3 separate regions of the Gossypium arboreum genome follow, and regions 2 and 3 are each linked to region 1. Evidence: chromatin contacts called from public Hi-C data. All regions are on one chromosome and are shown on one strand. The core of a region is the stretch at or near the end of the contact, and the rest is flanking DNA. Distances in the headings are between cores, read along the strand shown. Region 1 holds the start of LOC108453319. Region 2 overlaps LOC108450826 (a long non-coding RNA gene). Region 3 holds the start of LOC108453785.

Evidence for each region. Hi-C and Micro-C count contacts between places; a contact is called where the count stands out from the background.
Region 2: a Hi-C map of leaf shows a contact between it and region 1, with 2.3 times the contacts expected there. The contact joins the enhancer-like site here to the promoter of LOC108453319 in region 1. A contact is called at or near these places in 2 of 5 Hi-C or Micro-C datasets (both in leaf).
Region 3: a Hi-C map of leaf shows a contact between it and region 1, with 3 times the contacts expected there. The contact joins the promoter of LOC108453785 here to the promoter of LOC108453319 in region 1. A contact is called at or near these places in 2 of 5 Hi-C or Micro-C datasets (both in leaf).

The regions. Positions count from the first base shown.
Region 1 is chr5:67,857,117-67,860,596 of ASM2569848v2, reverse strand. It overlaps LOC108453319, which reads left to right and starts at 1,739. Exons shown (of 7, transcript XM_017751348.2): 1 at 1,739-2,290; 2 at 2,747-2,887; 3 at 2,988-3,353. The coding sequence starts at 1,964.
Region 2 is chr5:67,304,682-67,308,104 of ASM2569848v2, reverse strand. LOC108450826 (a long non-coding RNA gene) reads left to right here. Exons shown (of 2, transcript XR_001866282.2): 2 at 916-1,250. Among protein-coding and RNA genes, the nearest start is that of LOC108450826, 4.2 kb to the left of the region's middle. Within about 2 kb of position 1,489, at least 2 of the 2 cell types and tissues checked have an H3K27ac peak or open chromatin away from gene starts, as enhancers often do. A contact at or near this core is called in leaf, where this site is marked.
Region 3 is chr5:67,175,207-67,178,713 of ASM2569848v2, reverse strand. LOC108453785 reads right to left here and starts at 2,215. Exons shown (of 3, transcript XM_017752084.2): 1 at 1,942-2,215; 2 at 1,732-1,859; 3 at 1,162-1,461. The coding sequence starts at 2,215. The coding sequence ends at 1,351. It overlaps LOC108453784 (protein PLASTID REDOX INSENSITIVE 2, chloroplastic-like), which reads left to right. Exons shown (of 4, transcript XM_017752081.2): 3 at 569-736; 4 at 1,866-2,338. The coding sequence ends at 1,889.

The sequences.
Region 1 (3,480 bases), core at 490-2,989:
CAAAAAATTCTACCTGAGACCTGTCCCCTTTTAAAAATGAGCTTTATTTTTTTGTCAAACTTATTTTTCAAACCTACCTCCAACTTTTCAAAAAAGCCTCCACACCTGTATGAATTACTCGACCCATCTTAACCTTCACTAGTTACACCTTATCGTTTAAGACTTCTTATGTAAACATGGTTTTTGATAATGATATTCATAAATAAAAAATTATCCTAATTTATTTTTTATTAATAAATAAAATCAATCTAATAGCAATTGATTATAAAAACGGTAAATTTAACCAACAATCACTCAACTTTGGGATAGTTGACAAAATAGTCACATTGGTTTCATTTCAGTCACTCAACTTTGAAAAAGTGACAAAAAAAAGTCCTTTTTTCCATTTTCTGTCACAAATGTCACAGCAAAGTGACATGACAGATAACGACGTGCTTGGTATCAAAAAACCCTCTAGCTGGCCGGTTACTACCAATTTAACAGCCCTATCAACACCAATTTAGGGTTTAAAAAGAGAAAAAGAAGAAAAAGAAGAGGAGAAGAATAAGAAGAGGAAGAAGAGAAAAAATAGAAATGCCTCCAGTTTTCAAATCAATTCTGTACTGCATCTCTGCAAGTGATTCCTCTAAACCCCAAAGGTAACGATCTAAGGCCAAAGCTTTAACCCAATTGCTTTATATTCTTCTGCAGTTACTCAAGCATGGCTGTTGCAGCTTCAAACCAGGAAGCTGTTGCTTTGGGGGTCATAGTAACACAAGGGGAAGGCAATTTACCCAAGCTTCTTCTCACTTCTAGTCATGGTAGGTAATGTTTAAATCTTCAAGTTTTGAAGAAATGACGCACTTTTTGCAAGATTTTCTTTTTTGGGTCTTTTCCAAATTTATTCAACTCCCTTGCTCGTTCAATTTATGGGTCAATTCTTTTTTTTTCTTTTTCATTGATTCGGGTCTAAAACAAATTTAATTTGTTTTTGTTTTTGGGTGTTTTAGTGAAGTTGAGATTTACCTATTTGGTGGTTGCATTACATCTTGGAAAGTTCCAAGTGGGAGAGGCCTTCCATTTGTACAGCTTGATGTTGTATTTGACAAGAAAAAGCCAATCAAGTTGATTCTCCATCCCTCACTCTACTTATACATGGCTGTCCATGTAAGTTTTGAGGGCTTCAGACGGTTGTAGAAGTACCTCTTGCATTTCGAATTGGAAAAGAGGAAGACCTGTGAACCTCTACGAACAAATTTGATACCTTTCACAGGGTATATTTTGGCACCACTAAATCGACAAAGCTCCGTCTTAAGAACCATGACTGTTGTTGCTCTATTTTTTTGGTATGGAAACCCTTCTTCTCCATTTCTCTTATTCTTCTTTTTACCCTTAACCAATCACCTTCTCTTTTCTCTTTGTCCATTTGACTACTTGTCCAACGTGACAAGTTAACTAGCCACATCAGTTAGTTAACTTGTCACATTAGCGATCCTGTTAAGACACTAATAGAAAATATTAATCAGGGACTGTTTTGTCATTTTTTGATAACCTTAGTGACTGCTATGTCACTTTTGATGTAATTTATCAAAAGTTAGGATAATGCTCAAAATTCGTATTTTCAGGCTGGAAATTGCAAACGGCAAAAAGGAGAAGAAAACAAAATAATGAAAATTCCGTTTGGAAATCGATTTAGGATATTTTGTTATTGTTTGTAAAGGCTCTTATATCCTTTCGCCACGTTAGCGTAACGCGTGGGTAAAAACGAAACGGATTCCGTTTCTCCTCATTCCTCATCGTCGTCAACCAAAACAAAAGTCAAAGCTAAAATGCTACCTCAATAATTCCCCCAACCACCAAAACGGACCTTTCTCCCTCAATATCCAACTCTAATGGCTCTCAAATTTTAGGGCAAATTTCATCTCTCTATCTCTCAGCCATCCTCAATCCCAATCCCAACCCCATCATCTCTTCTTTCTTTCCCATGCCTCGATTCTTCAATCCTTTCCTCTTATCCTTATTTTTCTGTGTTTTAGGGTTAGGGTTTGGCGTTGATTTCGGTCAAGCTTTCAAAGTCCCCTTTAGGGTCAATGATGTTCTCCCGGTGCTTCCGCGCCAGGTATCTTGGCCGGTCTTGAACACTCTTCATTCCGCCGTTGACTTGTTGCCGGCTTTTGTCGGATCCGTGACCCCGAACAATGGCTCAATTGATTGGAAAGGAGCTTGCTTTCATGGAAACGAGGCTCGTCTCGAGTTCACCAGTAGCGATCGCGACGATTCGGGATTGGGCGGTGGTGTGCTTCACCTCACGGTTCGTATTTTTGACCTGTTGATCATTATGACCTTGGTTGTAATTGAAGCCTCTTTATTGACAAGTTAGTTACTTATTTTCGTGTCATTAATCCTCAGTTTATTGTTGTTGTTTGAGTTTAATTACATTTAGTTTAGTTGCTTTAGAGTGTTCACTTGAATCACTTTCCTTTGTGTTTCTTCCTAGTTATGAGTTATGGAGTTTATTTAGGGCTACTTGTTTATGTTTAGTAGACTATAGGTGCTGGTGTTTTAATAAGTTTTGGCAACTTTAAGTTGTTTATTTAAACTTGAAATCCTTTAATTTTCCTTGGTAGACTAAAAACCCCAAATCGAAAATCTGGTTGGTATCTTTTCTCTTTAGTCTTGGTTCAGAGATGAGGGTGATTATTTTACATACTATGGTTAATTTTGGCGTTCTGATTTTCGCTTGAACTGTAAAAATTTTCTTTTACAGACATCTGAAGCGCACAGCTGGACTTGTATGGATCTTTATGTCTTTGCAACACCTTATAGGATTACTTGGGATTACTACTTTTCTGCTCGAGAGCATACATTGAAATTTGATTCTTGGGAAGAAGCTGCTGAATTGGAATATGTATGTTTCGATTAAGTTGGTCTTTGAATATCACTGAACTTGTTTAATGCATGGAAATGACAGTCTTTTTTTTTTTTTTTTTTTTTTTTTTTTTGTGCAGGTAAAGCAGCATGGAATCTCAGTATTTCTAATGCCATCTGGAATGCTTGGCACATTGCTTTCTTTAGTTGATGTATTGCCTCTGTTTTCAAATACTGTCTGGGGTCAGAATGCCAATCTTGCTTTTTTGAAAACACACATGGGTGCTTCATTTGAAAAGCGTCCTAAGCCATGGCGCACAGTGTTAAATCCAGAAGATGTGCATTCTGGTGACTTTTTGGCTGTGTCAAAGATCCGTGGTAGGTGGGGAGGATTTGAGACATTAGAAAAATGGGTGACTGGAGCATTTGCTGGTCATACTGCGGTTTGCTTGAAGGATGACATGGGTAATCTATGGGTTGCTGAATCAGGGCATGAAAATGAAAAGGTATGCTATAAATAACACATTGATTGCCGATTGTTAATAACTTATATTTATTTGTTGTGCTTTGCTTCCTTTTCTCTTTATTAGTCTTACGATGTCCAGTCAGAAAAAATTTATGCATATACTGCTC
Region 2 (3,423 bases), core at 240-2,739, 550 kb after region 1:
TCATAAAAAGGAATTCTTATGTGAAAGACACTTGCATGGCTGTTTTTAATTCATAAAATGTTCTACAAAGTATTAGGTTCGATTTGACATCATAGTTTCAGATTCATATAACCCAACTTAACCCAGATTTTAATTAATAATATATTATTTTGTTTAAAGATATTCATAATGCTGTAATCTGTGATGCTATTTGAATGAATTAGTTTTGATTCTTATGGTCGTTTTTTGTTCAAATAAATATATTATTTTGTTTAATGTGTTATAAATAAAAGAAAAATTTGAATTTTTTAAAAAAATTATGTTTTAAATTACTATTTCAATAGACATAATTATTAAGGTAAATATTCATAAAAATTGAAATAAAAAATAACTGTTATTGAAATTATTGCCTTTAAAAGGAAAAACCGAAAAGGATGAGTAAAATGATTTTTGAAGTAAATAAATTTTAAATTATTTCAATGAAAATAACTCAAACCAATAATAATTTTAAAATATTTTCATAGAAAATCATAATTACAAAATGCATGTAAAAATTATATATAATATATAGTAAAAAGAATAAAAAGAACTAAAGGCATTTTTGAAATAAAAGGAAAATTTTACAAGTTGTGCAAAGAAAAAAAGTCATACAAGTTAATACAAAAATTAAAAGTATAGTAATTACTATAATTTGAAATTAATAAGTTCAAATAAAAATTAAGTAATTTATATGATATCACAAAGGGTAAAGTACATATATAATCACTCAATTTTTCAAAATTTCATTTTAAGCATTTAAAATAAAAATATTTACATTATAAAATTTTATTTTAATCACTTCAGTTAAAATTGCATAACATTCCCACTATTTTTTGTTTCTTTCCGGCTCCACCACATGCATTTAAATATTTTATTTTCTCCTATTTTTAATTGCAGCACTTCCTTGGGCGCCGCACCATCGAGAACCGAAACCAAGCAAGAGCAGAACCCTTTCGCCGAAATCGCTGTCAACTCAGAGTCTACTGTTCCCTTCAGAGTGCATTTGGGCATCGAGTCAAACTCGGGCCGTGCAACATATGACCCGGTTCGAATCAGTCGGGGAGAGGAGGGAGAAGATAATCGTAGTAAAGGATGAGAGAAAAAATTGAGTAAAGAATGTCTGTTAGCTCAGATGGAAGCTTTTATAGAGAAGTTCCTCCATAAGGGTCTATACATGTATAACAAAATTAGTCTACATTTTCCATCTAAATAAATCAAATTTGTTTCTCAAACATTGAACCCAAAAGACAACGCAAATGCAAGTGTTTGGAGACTGTGTAACAGCAAAATTTCAAAGTTTTTCAAATGATTAACGATTGAACAGCGGTTTTTGGGCGTGGGAGATGAAGAATTTCAACAGAATTTTCGCGTAGGAGATGAGCGTCTGGGTTGGAAACTATGTAACAGCAGAGCATGAAAACGAAGTGGGCTTTGAAGGAAGAGAACCAGGAGGAGATTGAATGCATTTGAGGGACTTGAAGAAGAAGCTTTGATGGACTCAGGGTATTCCATGGAAGTTGAAAAGGAGTGGTTTTGGGCTTGATTTGGGTTTGAGAGATAGCAAATAACAATGAACAGCACGAAAACGAAGAAGCAGCTTTAATGGCTGTGGTAGACAAGAAATCCATGGAAAAGAGAGAGCAAAGAGAAGACTTGAAGTGTCGTGTGTTATCCCGGTTCTTGATGGGGCGGCGGATGAACTTTTTTTTTTAAGGAAGCTGGGCTAATATTAAAACAAAACAGAATAAAAAGAAGTCCAACAAATCAAACCCAAAACAGGAAATAACCCAAACATAAAGCCAATAAAACAAACCAAAAGAAAGCCCAGCAAAGAACAGCTTAAACAGCAGACGATAAAGAGCAATCAGTTCCAACGATGAGCTGTTCCCCAAAACCAGCTGGTTGTTCAACAAAAGAGCAGCTGAAACGCCACCAGCAAAGCAACCAGCAACGATTATCCCAATTCCCAAACATCAAGACTAGAGGTGCTCATGGGCCGGGCCGGGCCTAAAGAATGGGTCTAAAATTTTTCTTAAGCTCGATCCAAATAAAAATACTAAAATTCGTGTTCGGCCCGGCCCGGCCCGCCCGTATTTATTTTTATATAATTTTTAAATATATATAATATATCAAAAATACTAAAAAAATTAAAATAAATATTTTCCAACAAATTGAAAATAAATTTTAAAAATATGTAAACTTAAATAGCACTAAGATAGGTGCAACTTAACAAGCAAATACCTCTAAAATAATAACAAAATTAACAAATACTTTTAAAATAATAACAAAATTAATAATAAAATAAGTTTTATACAATATCTAAACAATAACAACAAAATAGTAGCAACTAATAGTAATATGGTAGCAAAATAGGAGAAAACAACAAGAAAATAACATTCAAAAACAAAAAAATAGCAGATTTTTTGTCATTTAGTGAATTAAATCTGGGCGGGCCGAGCCCGTCCAAAATACCTACCCGAGGTCTGCCCATTTTTTAAACGGGCCTTATTTTTTGTCCAAACCCATTTTTCAGGCCTATATTTTTGTCCAAATCCTCCTATATTTCAGGCTGGCCTTCGGGCCGGGCCGAGTAGCCCAACCCATAAGCAGGTCTAATTAAGACCCTTCAAGCGTCCAAATCTAAGAAATCTAGCACACAAGCAACTTCCGAGACTCCCCAAAGACGAAACTCACCTTTTCCAAAACCCATCAAAAACCATTCGAGTCCCCTCAGCTCTCACTTTCCTTCCAAATCAATCCTCATCTAAACGTGCCCCACAAAGTCCTCCCCATTCCCCTTTTCTTGCCTCTAAATACAAACCGTTGATCACTCTCCACCGCCAATAGCGTAAAATCAAGCACTCGCCCATTTAGGTAATAACTATTCCCACCCTTCAAAATCTCTATAGCTAATAAATGGGCCACTATGTTCCCTTCACGAAGCATATGCTTAAAAACACACCGTCGAAAAGACCTAACCCATAGTTTATTATCCCTAATGTAAGCTCCAAGGACCGAGTTATCAGACATAGGGGAAAGAACCTTAAGAATAACTATTAGGGCATCTCCTTCAACAACCACATCTTGAAAGCCAAGATCCAGTCCCAAGCTAACAGCTTGAAGGCATTAAAGGGCCTCCACAACAAAAGCCGGAGGTATGTTCCTATTAATCACTATGTGCGAGGCGATTATAGATCCTTGACCATTTCTAATAACAATCCTCCTGCAGGAAGCCTTGGAAGGGGCACGATACGTAGCATCAAAATTAATTTTCAGGCTGCATCCGTCTGAAGGCCTCCATCTCTCAACCCCAATCAGATGACTAGGTAACCTCTCTTGTACCGCATCCAAATCCATAAGATAGGACTCTACCTTACAGATTATAACATGTATCTGAATAATAGC
Region 3 (3,507 bases), core at 966-3,465, 680 kb after region 1:
TTTCATCTGGCTTCCTTGTCATCACATCCAAATGGGTTTATGCCGTTCCATTGTACACGATGTGATCAATGGTGATTGGTGATCATGTTCACTCACTAAGCCTCGCCTGTTAATCCCTGTAATCAGAGAATCATATAACAGTTTGAGAATAGTGGTTCACAGCCCTTTAGTCAAATCTTTCAATCCAAACAACATAATTTTAATTGCCTACTTTTGGTTGTTTATAGCTTTTATCAGCAATGATTTCTTCTAAATCGAACATTTTTGTCTCTTTAAGAGGCCTGCTTTTTGATTGAGCTGGAAATTGTTCAATAATTGACCCCAAAAGAATTATCTGGCACGAAAATAACAAATCACTCCTTCCCTGACAGCTCGTCATGTTCTTCCTTATGTGAATGTTTGGCCCAATGCAGGGATTTCTTTGAATTTGGCTTCTACATACATGTGATATAGTTAGTGTTGAAGATTACTTCTACCTGTATAAGCCTTGCCTACAGAAGAATACAAGTTTTGATAGTGAACTTAAAATTTTTGTGAAGCTTACTGTTTTTTCTATTGTTGAAAACAGATATTTAATGATTTCTTGCACAATGAATATGGAGGATCTGGAACACTGTTGGTGGAGCCTTTCACAGATATGTTTGTAGCTTTGAAGGAGAAGAAATTACCTGGAGCACCTGTTGCTGCTCGGGCATCCTTGTTATGGGCCCAAAACCACCTTGATCATGATTGGGAGGTTTGGAACTCAAACTCTCCCAAATGATTTCCTCCACATGTTTCATAACATATTTTTCCATTATCATCACATTCATAACATTATTTTCCATTATCATCAGATTGTACCTATGTTACTTGGAGTCAAATATTTACTCAAACTCAGATATGAGTGTTAGATATAGATGTGTATCAGACACGGATATGATTAAACTTTTCTAAAGTTTTTTTATACAATTGGAGGATCTTGAAAGTCATATTCTCGTGTCCATAAAATAAAGAGTTTGATCAACATAGCATTGTGTTGTACTTTTTGAAAGTGATCAAGTTTGGGATTTGTATGAAAGCAGTGAGTGAAAGACTGAAAATCCTAATTTCATATTAGAATACTACTTGTAATACAATTTAGGATCCAATGTTCCTCTGAACTGAGAAGCTATACATATGTTTATTTTTCTTGAAACAGATTTCAATTTGGGAGCTTTGATTGCAAGTTGAAATCTTTGGTTATCACCTTCATTCGATTGGTGAATTTCCATTTTCCCTAATTTCGGGTTTCATTGAACAAAAGAGGCAGTTCATTGCCATTCCCAAAACCAATCTGCACTTAAGAAAAGAAACTTGAAAACAAAACTATTAGCCTACAGCCTCAGAGATGCTCTGTAATGATGGCCGCCATGATTTTGACCTCATTGAAGCAGCGTTCACAGATGATGTCCGTGAGATTTGTCTTTCATTCTTTAGTTCCTGGAAAGTTTAGAACATAAGCGCTTAAGTTTTTAGGATTGAATGAGAAAGAAAGATTCAAATGAAACATGAAATGTTTTCCAAACTGGTTTAGTTTGTATCTAATCTTAATGCAGATGGAAACTTTAACAATCAATTTATGATATCCTTCCAATATGATTATCATAATTTGCTTATAGTTCCCATGGCGAGTAACTGGTGTTTGAGGACCCATATTCACAGATTGCTTAGCTGGGAAGAACATATATGAAAGATAAGTGAGAGCCATACTTGGTTGGTGATGTGTGCGTCAGACTTTCCTCCTGAAGTTAGGTTGTCTTGTCCATGGTGCTGCAATTTTTTCATGGATTCCCTTTTGGTTTTTGCATATTTCTTGGCTCTCATGAACTTCATGACCTCTGCAGGGACAGGAAACAAGAGAGAGTTGAGAAATCAATATAAAAGAAAGACAATCTTGCAAATAAAGAAAGTGAAGAAGACCTTGAGAAGTGATAAGGCGATAAGCGTGGCCAAGGGAAAGAGTATCGGTGGGGCGGAGGAGCTTAACACGGGTGAAACGCACCGTATCTCGATCTTGATGATGGTTGGCTTCCTCCTCTTGGGAAACAGGCAAGGGAATGATGAGAGAAACGTAATGACCGGGATTCATTCTCATAACTTCACTGACGGGAATGGGCCAATATAACCTCTCAAGCCTCCCGGAGGGATGCTGAATGACCAAGGCCGCCGCATCGATGGCTTGGCAATTCCCCATGAATTCTGAAAAAGGAAGAAGAAGATAAGGAAAGGAAGGGAAGAGGAGGTTAAGTAAGCAGAAGTCTCTTTCTAATACGACCCTACACAAAAAGTCTCACTCAACTCAACCAAGCACAAGCAGGCCTTTCCTCATTTCCCAACTAACTTATTATATACCCTTGCCTTGCCTCTCACTATTCACATCCAAAACGGCAACACATAATTTACAATCAGGATGTTATAATTAGTTTATGGAAAGCCGGCATGAGCTACACGTGGAGAAATGTGAGGAGTTGGGGTCAAAGTGTTGAAAGTCATAATTAGAGGGATAGGACTAAATAATTTGTGTGTGAAAAAAATACAGTAATTATAATACAAGTGAGCATGCGTGTGAGTGAGAGGGAGATTCCTTTGGCTGGACAATGATTTGACAACCCACCGCCTTATCCGCCATAGTATACTTTTTTATGCTCCTCCGCCTTAGGGATTACCCTGCCTTTATATTTCCTTTTTCTTTTAATTTTTAAATTATGAGTATTGTTAGGAATGGTAAATTTTAATATGCATTTTAAAATATAATTATTTATTACAAAATTGAAATTTTTATTTGAGAGTATTTTTAAAAAATAATAATAAAAAATACAATGTGTACGCTTTGAACTCATACTAATTAGATCACTCAACTAAAGTTTCATTTTAACATGTTTTATTCATTATTATGTTAACATGCATAATTTGTTATCTACTTCAGCTTTATACAACATCATGATAACAAAATTGTTATGTATTTAATATTATTAATATGATGTATTTGTGTTTAAATTTCAGACACTTATAACTTAATCTTATTTATTTATTTTAATATCATACATATTTTATTCGTTATTATGATTAATTAGTTTCAAATCATATGTTTTATTATATATTGTATGCGAAACACTCTAGTAATAGTACATATAGAGAAACCCATGGAGGTCAAAGAGCATCCCATGGATGTCAACTAATTCAAACGGGCTCATTTGACCCGCTTGAATTGGTTTGACTCATGGTACATATGGAGAAACTTATCTACTTGAAACATTGGTGACCAGTGAAACACTCTAGTAAAATTAGAGTTACTATTGTAAATCATAAGGGATAAAGATGTATAGAACTTAAATCCCTTAAGACTCTCATCTTGTAGATGGGCTCTAATCTCGATCGTTGATGTAACTTAATTTGTACCATTAGATTTGAGAGAGTTCAACTATAAATAAAAGTCTTCCCCTTCATTTGTAATCACTCAATATAAAATATTTTTTAGAGAATTTA